Regions from separate parts of the Mus musculus genome. Here region 2 is linked to region 1. The links are chromatin contacts, called in public promoter capture Hi-C maps. All regions are on one chromosome and are shown on one strand. Each heading gives the region's core, a stretch centred on a gene start, on an enhancer-like site or on the middle of the called end of the contact. The rest is flanking DNA. Distances are from core to core; before and after follow the strand shown. Region 1 holds the start of Slc23a2 (solute carrier family 23 (nucleobase transporters), member 2). Region 2 holds the start of Shld1 (shieldin complex subunit 1).

Evidence for each region. Promoter capture Hi-C pulls out the DNA fragments that hold promoters and counts their contacts.
Region 2: a promoter capture Hi-C map of pre-B cells shows a contact between it and region 1, with 4 times the contacts expected there. The contact joins the promoter of Shld1 here to the promoter of Slc23a2 in region 1. A contact is called at or near these places in 3 of 39 promoter capture datasets (liver, neural stem cells and pre-B cells), 1 of 484 Hi-C or Micro-C datasets (embryonic stem cells) and 1 of 115 datasets of contacts at active chromatin or transcription factors (embryonic stem cells).

The regions. Positions count from the first base shown.
Region 1 is chr2:132,142,123-132,147,597 of GRCm38.p6, reverse strand. It overlaps Slc23a2 (solute carrier family 23 (nucleobase transporters), member 2), which reads left to right and starts at 2,490. Exons shown (of 16, transcript NM_018824.2): 1 at 2,490-2,586. Gm14051 (a long non-coding RNA gene) reads right to left here and starts at 4,019. Exons shown (of 3, transcript XR_866753.3): 1 at 3,013-4,019.
Region 2 is chr2:132,684,823-132,690,297 of GRCm38.p6, reverse strand. It overlaps Shld1 (shieldin complex subunit 1), which reads right to left and starts at 3,367. Exons shown (of 3, transcript NM_001358260.1): 1 at 3,317-3,367.

The DNA of each region.
Region 1 (5,475 bases), core at 1,241-3,740:
AACAAGAGACGGTATCTGCAGGTACAGAACACTTCCCCTGTTCAAGCTGACTGCAGGTGACTGAGTGGACACAGCGTCAAAGACAACTTCAGGGTTTGGGGTAGCAAAAACAGAGAACTCAGATAAAGAACACTCTGTGAAGGAAAGATGAGACTAGGGATGACTGCAGTGCAGGGGAGTGGCTGGTTTCAGGACCCCTGGCCCCAGGGCACAGAAAGCTTCAGCTAGGCTAGTCTGGTAATCTTTATATACACTGTTTGCCTGTAACCTACAGAAACCTCTCTAGACTATTGTACTTCCGAAGGCAATGCAAATACCATGTAAATAATTGTGTTCTGTGAAGGACAGAGAGACACAGGGAAGGCTCTGCATACATTCAGTACAAAAGTGCCCTAAATAATTATCTTGGCACTATCAAATCAGGAATCTCGCCAATGCTTGGAAAGTTTTGATCGACAGTTTTTGACTCGGTACATGTACACTCTGGGGGGGGGGCACACACAAATGGGGCATTTATAGTTTCTGGAAACATTTGGGAAGTGTGTCTAGAAGTTCAGAAATGACTGGTCTGGAAAGAGAGGTAATGGGGGAAGAGGGTGGTGAGAAGCAGAGAGCATGGGGAGCCTGAGGAGAAAAGGGCATCAAGGGGACCAACGTCTTTAGAAGCCCACACCTGAGAAATCCTTCCATCACCAACCTGGGTGGAAAAGAGTGGGACAGTCAGGAAGGCTGAGTGGCTTTATCACATAAAAACATCTCCAGGAGGGGGTTAGTCAATGGAATGTTACTAAGCCAAGGAAGGAAAAAAAAAAAAAAAAGATCTGTAAACAGGCAAAAGGATTTGGCACTTAGAAGGTCACAGATGACGTCTGAGAAAGCGGGAGACTGATGGTGCTTTATAGTGCTTGTTGAGTGCGGAGGGTGGGGGAGGAAGAGATGCAGGAAACCAGGGAGGGAGGGGGGAAACCCGGAGTGAGGTAGTGCTTTAGGATTGGAGGTAAAACTATAAAGGGGGAGTTAGGGAGTGGGAGACAATATATATGGGGGGAAATGAAGAAAAGAGATGAACTGAAAAGATCAGGGGTTCTTGATCTTGGAACAGGCCTTCTATTCCAAAAGGTTCCATATTGTGGAGCAGAACACACACATTATGTTTTTAAGGGTGGCTGGAAACTCTGGCATAGAAAGAGTTGTGTGCTTCTCTGGTGCTGGTTACAGAATCATCTCTTTTCTTCATCTTCAGTGAAGATGAAATACTAACCTATGGTCTTCCAGGGTATGCTGGATTTTACAATTCAACTTACTGTTTTTTAGGGTTTTTTTTTTTTTTTTTTTTTTTTTTGAGACAGGAGTCTAAGTAGCCCAGGCTGACTTCAAATTCATCGTCTTCCTGCCTCTGCCTGCAAAATGCCGGGATTACAGGTGTGCACCACTAAGCCTCACTGGTTTTATTTTAGTGTGAGACTTAGAGAATTATATATTGATTCTCTCAGCTCGTCCGCACTAGCCTACTTTATAAAATGCCCGTCTTTGCTGGTTACGGCATGCCTCTATTGATCAGTGTGCTACCAGTCCTCAAGACTGCCAAACATAAACAATTCAGGAATAAAATCTGCTTTTTGTTTTTAAAGATGAGGTCAGCTGTGGTCGACCATTCTTTATGGCTCTCCGGAGTTGCTTGGGGATGAAAGGAATTACTGGGTTAGAAAAACAACCAAGACAGTGGTTTCAAGATGGAAGACAGAAGAGAGAGCTAATTATTAGGGTTTTGTTTGTTTTGGTGGAGGTAAGAACGTGGTTTAGTTACAAGTTAGTATCTTAGACCACCGCCTGCAGCATCACCTAGAAACTTCCTGGAAATGCAAATTTCGAAGCCACACTTCAGTTTCAGCACCGCTGGGGGTGGTACCCAGTTTTAATGATGCCCCCCTGGGCAAGACTGCCCGGCCTAAGTGCTATGTGTTTATTGACACGCGGCCTTTTGACTCACAGCCTAAGTGCCCATCCAGCAGGCATTCCTTGGGGGGTACACTTGAGAAATACAGAATAGCAGGTTGCCCCCAAACCCGCTCTATCAGAACACACGCCCCAGAGAAATCAAGCCTGGTGTGTCTTCTCCCGCGTCAGCATAAGCAAGGAGGCTCTCTTTCCCCAGCGAGTTCGGAAGCCTGACGGCCCAATTGGATACGCCGCGAAATTGCTTTAAAGCGGGTTACCCACTGAGCCGGGTACACTGCACCCCTCTCGCTGTCACCCCACAGCTACTGCAGGGCTTGGGGTCCTGCAGGGTAGAAAGGAGGCTCTGAAGGGGAGAGCCTGCGAGCGTCGAGCATCCTAGGCGGCCCCCCCGGAGCAGGTGTGTGGGGAAGGGTCTGCGGCTCGGCGCCCCGGGGCGCGCGGGCGGAGCCGGGGGTCGGGCGGGGAGGGGCCGGCGCGCGGGGCGGGCGGCTGCGCGGCTCCCGCCCCCGGCCCGCCCCTCCGCGGCGCCATTTTGCAGGCGGCTGCCGCGGGGACCCAAGGCGGCGGCAGGCACTGCGGCGCGAGCGGTGCGATCGGCGGGACGCGAGCCCAGCGAGCTGCAGGCAGGTGAGAGCCGGGCCGCCGCGCCCCACGCCCCACGCCGGGTCCGCGGCAGCACCTGCCGGCAGCCCCGGTTGCTCGCCGAGCCCACGAGGCCGGCCCGCGCGGCCCCCGCGCGCTGTCACCCACCCGCGGCGCGGCCTGCGCCCCCACGCCGGCTCGCGCGGCCCGGCGGCCCCGGCTGCAGTGTCAGGCCGTGCGTCCCCGGCGCTCACTGCCGCCCCGCCGGGTGCCCCCGGGACAGCCACCGTGGGCTCGCCGTGCTGCGTGGCTTGCTGCGCGCCCCTCCCCAGGTGGTGCGCCCCGCATCCCCGCGCCCGGGGATTCAGGGTCAGCCCGAGGGGCGGGGGATGGCGGTGCTGTTTCCAGTCTGGCTTCCTTCCCTCTTTGCGGAAGGCGACACGGAGTAATTTTAGATGCCGCTGCACCAACCTTGCGACCTTTCACGCTGGCCTGCCCCGCAGGGGTCCGGGGTCGCCTTGTTGCCTGCGCTCTTGACCGAGAAATTGACATTGGAGTGTGATAACTTGAAGGTGAAGAATTGTCTTCATCGTTTGGCCGGAGATGTCCCATTAGATGTGTAGCCTATGGGAACTCGGCCTTCATTCCGGATGAGGGGCTTTAAGCGGGTCTGATGGGAAACTCCTGATTTTCAGCGCAAGGGGTGAGGGCAAGTGCACAGGGAAGAAAGTTAGCTTTTTGAAGGCTACTTGGGGTTGGGGCATTTGTAGTAGCTGTTAGTCTGCTTTTTGCGGTGCTGGGAGACCGGATGATGGCGAAGATGCTATCCCTTCTGACGCTTGGGTCCTCTGAACTAAGGCGGCCAGGGATGTGAGGATCTGGTATCTGAGTCCTGAGACAGCCTGGTTTGAGCTGTCATTAACTGGCCATGTGACTTCCCTTAGGCAGTTTTCTCCTTTCTGAAGGCTAGGCTAGGTGGCTGAAATTTTTCTGTTTTTTGTTTGAGTGCTATTGGGCTGAGGCCTCACCTGCTCCGTTTCTCTCATCTGCCCTTTCATCTTGTGTGACTTTGCTGGCCTGCTCCTTTAAGGTGTTTGACTCTGGTGAAGTTTGTGAGAGGCCTTCTTCACCTCTTAGAAGTTCAGGATTCTCTGCTGGGTTATAGTTGACCTTATCAGGGTCACTTTAGAACTACTCTCTATGCTTAGCTCATCCAAAAGTTAATAGCTTTGGGCAGTTGAGGCTGTCCACCGTGTTAGCACTCATGACACACCTGGTAGTTAGTTAAAAGGAGGCCCTGAGCATCCTCAGGCAGACATCAGCGAGGCATGAGGTATCTGTTCTCTAGACAATGTCTTTTGCTCAACTGTTAACTGATTCTTTCTTTTTATACCAGAGTATTTCCATCACCCCGACTCCCACCACTGTTTTATTCTTGTGGGAAGTAATTTCTGTAAGAAAGTAGGTGTTTGCCCGGCGGTGGTGGCACGAATCCTTAATCCCAGCACTCAGGAGTCACAGGCAGGATTTCTGAGTTCAAGGCCAGCCTGCTCTACAGAGTGAGTTTCGGGGCAGCCAGGGCTACACAGAGAAGCCTTGTCTTGACCACCACCACCTTAAAAAAAAAAAAAAAAAAAGGGAGGAAAGAAAGTGGGTGTTTGAGTGGCATTTTTTTTTTTTTTTCTTTTTGTCCTGGCTGACCTGAAACTTGCTCCAGGCCAGCCTCAAAGTCAGGGAGAGCTTCTAAGGTCCAGTTTAAAGTTCCACCCCTTGCCCCTTACTCCAGATACTTGCCTGGTACTTAGTTTTCTGAGTATGGCACATTATGCTGAGATTAAAACCTCTACTAAAAAGCAATTAGGCTGGGTGTGGTGATGTAAATGTATAATCTTAGCAACTCAGCCCAGCTGGTGGAGATGGGAAGAAGACAGGCCAGCCTGGGATAAAGGGCAAGGCCTAGCCTTGTAAAACTACACAGAATATTGATTTATTTTGAGACAAGGTCTTTATATGCAGCCGCGGCTGGCTGGAATTCATAGATCTACCACATCCCAGTAGTGAGACTAAAGGTGTGTGCGTACCACCATGTCCAACAAGAAAGTTAAAAACAAACTAGAGGGCTGGAGAGATGGCTCAGCAGTTAAGAGCACTGGCTGCTCTCCCTCCCCCCCTTGTTTTCTTAAATTACAGGATCTGGATTTAATTCCCAGCACCTACACGATGTCTCACAATCATCGTTAACTCCAGGGACTCCAGTGCCCTCTTCTGGCCTCTGTGGTATGAACACTGCACACACCTGAGACAGCACGCTCCGGGGACACCACCCACACACGTTTTTTTCTTTTTTTAAAAAGTACTTGAATCAATATGACTGTCCAGGTGTGAGCTGAGCCAGGACGACACCAGTGAACATGCTAAAGAGGATGGGAAAAGGTCCACGAGGCTTCAGCCCCACACCGAGAGCTGTAGGCAACCGCAGAAAGCCGGGAGTGGCAGAGGTGGTCCTCCCAGGGACAGTACCAGTCGGCTGTTCAGTGCCAAACGGTCAGCCCTGACAACACACATACAAGTAACTGAACAGTTATATGTAGGTATATGTATGTGTGCGCACACACACACACACACACACACATATATGTATATATATATGTACATATATGCATACTATAATAATTAGTGAGAAAAGAGGCCCTGAATTTAAAGGAGATTGGGGAGAGGTACATGGGAGGGTTTGAAAGTAGGAAAGGGAAAGGAGAAATGTAATGGTCTCAAAAAGAAAAAAAATTAGTGTTGTATATGGTTTAGATAGTTGTGGGGTTTTTGTTTGTTTGTTTGTTTGTTTTCAGATTTATTTAATGCGCCGCATGCTTTTGATCCCAGAACTTGGGAGGCAGAGGCAGGCAAATTTCTGAGTTTGAGGCCAGCCTGGTCTAC
Region 2 (5,475 bases), core at 2,118-4,617, 540 kb before region 1:
CAGTGTAATGAGGCTAGATCACATTTGTCAACAGTATAGTGGATTCGCCCCCTGCACCAAGTGCTTCACCTGCAATGACCCCGTGCGTGGAGCAGATAATCCTATCATTACACCGTAGAAGCTGCTCCCAGTGAATGCGCTCAGCTTGAAGGCCTTCAGAGTGAGCAGCCTCAGTGTGATAGCCTTGATCAGGCAAAGGCAGCAAGTACAGAAAACAAATCAACACTGACGTCTGGCCAGGTCCTAGTTTGAGGACACCCAGTCACACGCTGCAGACACTTGCGCAGGCAGAAGATCTGCCAAGGTATCAGCTGATCACTGCTAAAAGGAGTGGAAAGATAAGGTTTCCAAAAAAACCCAGAACATCCCGTCTCTCTGCAGGCGCTCTAACAGCTCAGTGAGCTTGGAGCTTCAGCAGGGACCTCTGCATGGCACCTCTGGCTTCTGCTTCCGTTACGTAACCCTGCGCAGGAGGCCTGTGGAAGGGAGTGTAGAGGTCATAGATGAGCCAGCATACTCTGCTTGCCTTCAAAGGAGCCTTGTTAGAACATCAAACTGAGTGTCATCAACGAAAAGAATACCTGATGTGATAGTCTTGGTTTGCATTTTGAATCACTTAAATGCCCAAAATTCCATGCTGGGCACTGTGCCAAAGGGAAACAAAAAATCGTGCTGCAAAGCTGAATCCTTTGCACCATAAAATAAGCAGCTGCACGTGTTCTCCTAAACATACTGTCTGAGACTCAGCGAATGTGCACAGGAGAAAACGATGAGACAGAGGGAACTGGGGGATTGAACCCAGGTCCTCAGGCACACCAGCCAAGGGCCTTCCTTACCACTAAACTACACTGCTAGGCCTGTAAAACGAACTCACATAGTTCCTCTTTTGAAAGAAAAAGGAAGAAAGACAAAGGGAAAGGGCAGCCCATCAATATCCACAGTCCCATCACAGGAAGTACACAGTCCTGTACCACAGACACACATACAGAGCATCTAGCAGTGCACACACAGGAGATGGCTCCAGAGACTGGAGGTATGGCTCGGTTAGACTCAGCAAACCTGTGCACCTTCCCACAGCCACCCTCCCTCCCCAAACACACCAAAAAAAGAAGGAAATGACTGTATGTCAGGACTAGATGGAACTAACCTCCACCCCCCCCCCACCAAATTCAAATCTGTTTTATTTTAAAATCATGTTATTCATTCTTGTTGGTTTGTTTTGTTTTAGAGTTTCATGTAGCTCAGGCTGACACTGAACTTGCTGTGTATGGGGGAGGCACTGAACTCCTGACTCTCCTATTTTCCCCTCCCACTGAGTTGAGCTTAAAGGTGTGCCTGGTTTATGTAGGACTGGGGAGCAAATCCAGGGCCTTGTTGATGAGAGGCGAGCACTCTACTAATTCTACTGAGTGACAGCCTCAGCCCTCAGCCCCTGCCAAGCCCTCTGCGTGTCCCAGCACATTACTGATGAGTACCACAGACTCAAGCAGACTTTTGACAAATATAGTTTCTCGATTACTCACTCAACAAGCTAGAAATAGTCTTCTGCAACCTCAAAAAGAGTGGTTTCGAAAACCCACAGTAAGAACGCTCAATGAGGCCAGCGAAATGCTTTCATCTTGCAATCAGAAGCAAAATGAGAACGTCTCCACTTGCTATGGCCAGTCAGTGTTGTGTTGGAAGTTTTAGACAGCACAGTTAGACAAGAAAAGGCAGTGAAAGGTTGGAAAGAGAGCTATAAAATTATCCCCCTTTGCAGGACACAGGGGCAGGGGATGCAGCTTGGTGGTAAAGTACTTGCCTAACATGTACCAGACTCTGGGTTCAATCCCCAGGGCAAAAATCAAACAAAAATCAGATATGATCTTGTATAGAAAACCTCAAGGAAGCCACAAAAAAAAATTTTTAAATAAACAACTTACACAAGTTTGCAAGATACAAGACCAAACACATACACAAATCACTTGTATTTTTAGACAAGTGATACAACCTCAAAAGAAAAATTAAGAACCTTTTCCATTTGTAAGGGCACAGAAATGAAACACGGCTGTATTAAATATGCACAAGATGTTAAATATGCACTAAAGAAATGGAAGACCTTCCTTGTTCGTGCACCAGAAGCCAGTATCTTAAGATGGTGCTATTCGCAGGGGTGGTGGCCCATGCCTTTAGTTCTAGCAGACATAAGCCCAGCTCTGTATGTTTAGAGCCCACTGAACTACATAGTGAGTTCCTGGCCAGCCAGAGCTACATAGTGAGACCCTGTCCTAAAAATAAACTAAAATAAAACATAACAAAATAAAAAATAAAATATGATGTTACTAATGCCCAAACTATCCCTACAAAACAAAACAAATAGTGCAAGTCAGATGTGATGGAGATCCTGGAATGAAGACAAGAATATTGACACAAAGACATAGAAGTGAAAGAGAAAGGTAAGTCCCAAAGTAGAATCACACTGATGGGCAATTGATGGAGAAATTCAGAAAACAGACAGGAAGGTCCTTTTCAACATAAAAATAAGAATATGCAATACGATTCCATAAAGATAGGCATTGTTAAGTCATCCATGGAATGCAATTCTCTCAAGTCCCCAAAACAAGCTTTGCAAATCCCTGCCCCAAGAATCTAGCCACATACTTTTTTGATTCCGTTTATATACAATGCAAATTAAACAACCCTAGAGACAGACAGCACTCTGGTCATAGCCCAGGACTGGGGTAGGGGCAAGTGGTGGGCGGAGCGAAGCTCTCTGGTTCTGGACTGTGTTCCTCAATAAATAGTTTTCCTTGGCGTGATGAGAACAGTCCAGGGTTATCACAAGTGCACAATTAGGCTAACGTACAAAACAGACTGTAGTTTACACTTTTGATTTTTATGGAAACATCAAGTTACTAATACTGCTGTTTAAAATTATAATAGACCCCTGGTAGCCCACGCCTTTAATGCCAGCATAGGAAGGAGGATCTATTTGTAAGTTCGAGGCCAGCCTGATCGACATAGTGAATTCCAGGACAACCATAGCTATGTAGAGAGACTATATATATATGCAAACCAAAACCATAAAAGCCTTAACAAAACCAAAATAAATAATTGACTGGAACTAATCCTGATCTCTACTAATTCCAGAGCGAGGTAAAAAGAGCGCAGTGGGCGGAGCTTGGAGCGGAGGGGCGGGGCGGGGCAGGTGCCAGGGAAACCGGCGGAATAAACCATCCGCTCCTCCCCCTCCCTCCTCGCTTCCCCGCTCCCTTCCCACCGCCCTCCAGAACGGCAGAAAAACCGGCAGAGGTTCTCAGAGCCCCGTGTCACTCACCGGCTGACCGCAAGAGCCCGGAACCGGAAGCGCTGGCTCCATCTTTGTTATGGGAAAAGCAGAGTTTAAAAGGAAGTTGTTGAACCCGTCTTTGCTGAGGCGAGAAAAGGTCAAGGCAAGTCAGCTGCGGCCATCTTAACTGAGGGCATTTGCCTGAACTCCTGCAGCAGGACGGTCATCTGGGATATTTAGTTGCTCTAAGTGTCCTTGTCCGACTCCAAAGAAACTGGGAAACTGTTAACATGCAAAGTCTCTTAAAAAGGACATAAGACGAAAACTGGCCTTGGAAGTACAGTCTGAACCCGAGGCCTTGGGAGGACGTTGTGAGGCAAGACGATCAGGAGCTTTAGGCTAGCAAAATTCTCTCAGACAGCATTAAGAATAATTTAATATTGTTACATGGATTCTATTCGGGCTAAAATTTCAGGACCACACAAAAGAACAAAAGGGTTGACTGTTGAAAGACAAAATTCGAGGGGCTGGGGATATGGCGTAGCATGTGAATCGGTGTCTGGAATTTGGTCCCAAATTCCACCCCTCTCAAGAAAGCACACAACCAGAACAAACTCAGCCTAGAGCTAGTGGAGAGTTCTAGAGCAGCATGGATCTGCTTATGGGGAGACGTCCCATATTTTCTTATGGGAGAAATGGAAAGAGAATGAAAAGCCCAAGTTCTAGGGTACTATCCTTATAGGTTTAAACAAAGGAGATTGTGTTGAGCAGAACTATGGAGAAAGCAAGCTTGTTTCAAGTTCATTTAAGTGGCACTTAGCACAAAAGATTCCATTCCAGTTTGGTTCTGTCCACTGGGCCTACTACTGTAAAAAGCTAGTCTAAAACAATTCTGTTTAATTGGACGGTTTTCTCCCCCACCATAGTCTTGAGGGGTCCAGTATATTTACAGCCCCTCCAGATCCCTACCTTTGGGTGAGACCCCACACATTAGGAGTCCTGCAAGTTAGAGGAATGTTTTCAAATTACTGCTTTAGGGGCTAGAGAGATGGTTTAGCAGTAAGGAACATGGGCTGCTCTTCCAGAGGACCTGGGTTCAGTTTCCAGTGTTTACATGACAGCTGACATCCTTTTCTAAACCCAGTTCCAGAGAACCCATTGTCCTTTTCTAACCTCCAAAGGCACCAGGCATACACACAGAAAATATTTTAAAATATTTAAGCGTTGTGCTTGAGCCAGTTGTGGTGATAAATGTCTTTAGAATCCACTGCTCAAGTGGCTGAAATAGGCTGTTCTCTGTGAACTCAAGGCCATCCTAGTCTAGTTATCTATTCCAGGCCAGCCATAGATAGATAGTAAAACGCTGTCTCAAATAAATAAATAAATAAATAAATAAATAAATAAATAAATAAATAAATAAATAGTTATCTATTCCAGGCCAGCCATAGATAGATAGTAAAACGCTGTCTCAAATAAATAAATAAATAAATAAATAAATAAATAAAATAAAAGCAAATAGTGCTTGAGGTTTGGCCATTCAATACTATATACTGTGAAAGTGTGTGCACATGTCTTAGTTAGGGTTTCCATTGCTGTGAAGAGACAAGTCAACTCTCATATGTGACAACATTTAATTGGGGCTGGCTTACAATGTCAGAGGTTCAGTCATGGTCATGTGCAAGCAGTCTTGGTGCTAGAGAAGGAGCTGAGAGTTCTACATCTTGATCTAAAGGCTGCCAGAAGACTAGCTTCCAGGCAGCTAGGAGGAGGGTCTAAAAGCCCACCCCAACAGTGACACACCCTCTCCATCAAGGCCACACCTAACAGTGCCATTCCCTGGGCTAAGCAAGTTCAAATTACCATGTCAGACAAAGACCTCATCTCTCCCCAGCTCCACCTCCTCCACACTGGTTTCATTGCTTGTTCTTTCTTGCCCTGAGTTTTCCTTCCTCACAGCTTCATTCCTTAGGAACAGTTTTTTCTACTTTCTGGTCCTTATAATATTCAGATATCAGCTTTAGAGAGTTCTCCCTGCCAGAACCTCCCCTGACTTGTCAAATAGGCGTTGACTGTTCCTTCCAAGAGACCTCGCTTTCCACTTATCTCTTTAAATCCTTTTGCTCTTCCTTCTTTTCCCACTATGCAGTAGCTCTCTGAAGGGCAAGGACAAGTATGTTTTGCATACTTCCATCCAGATCCCAGTTCAG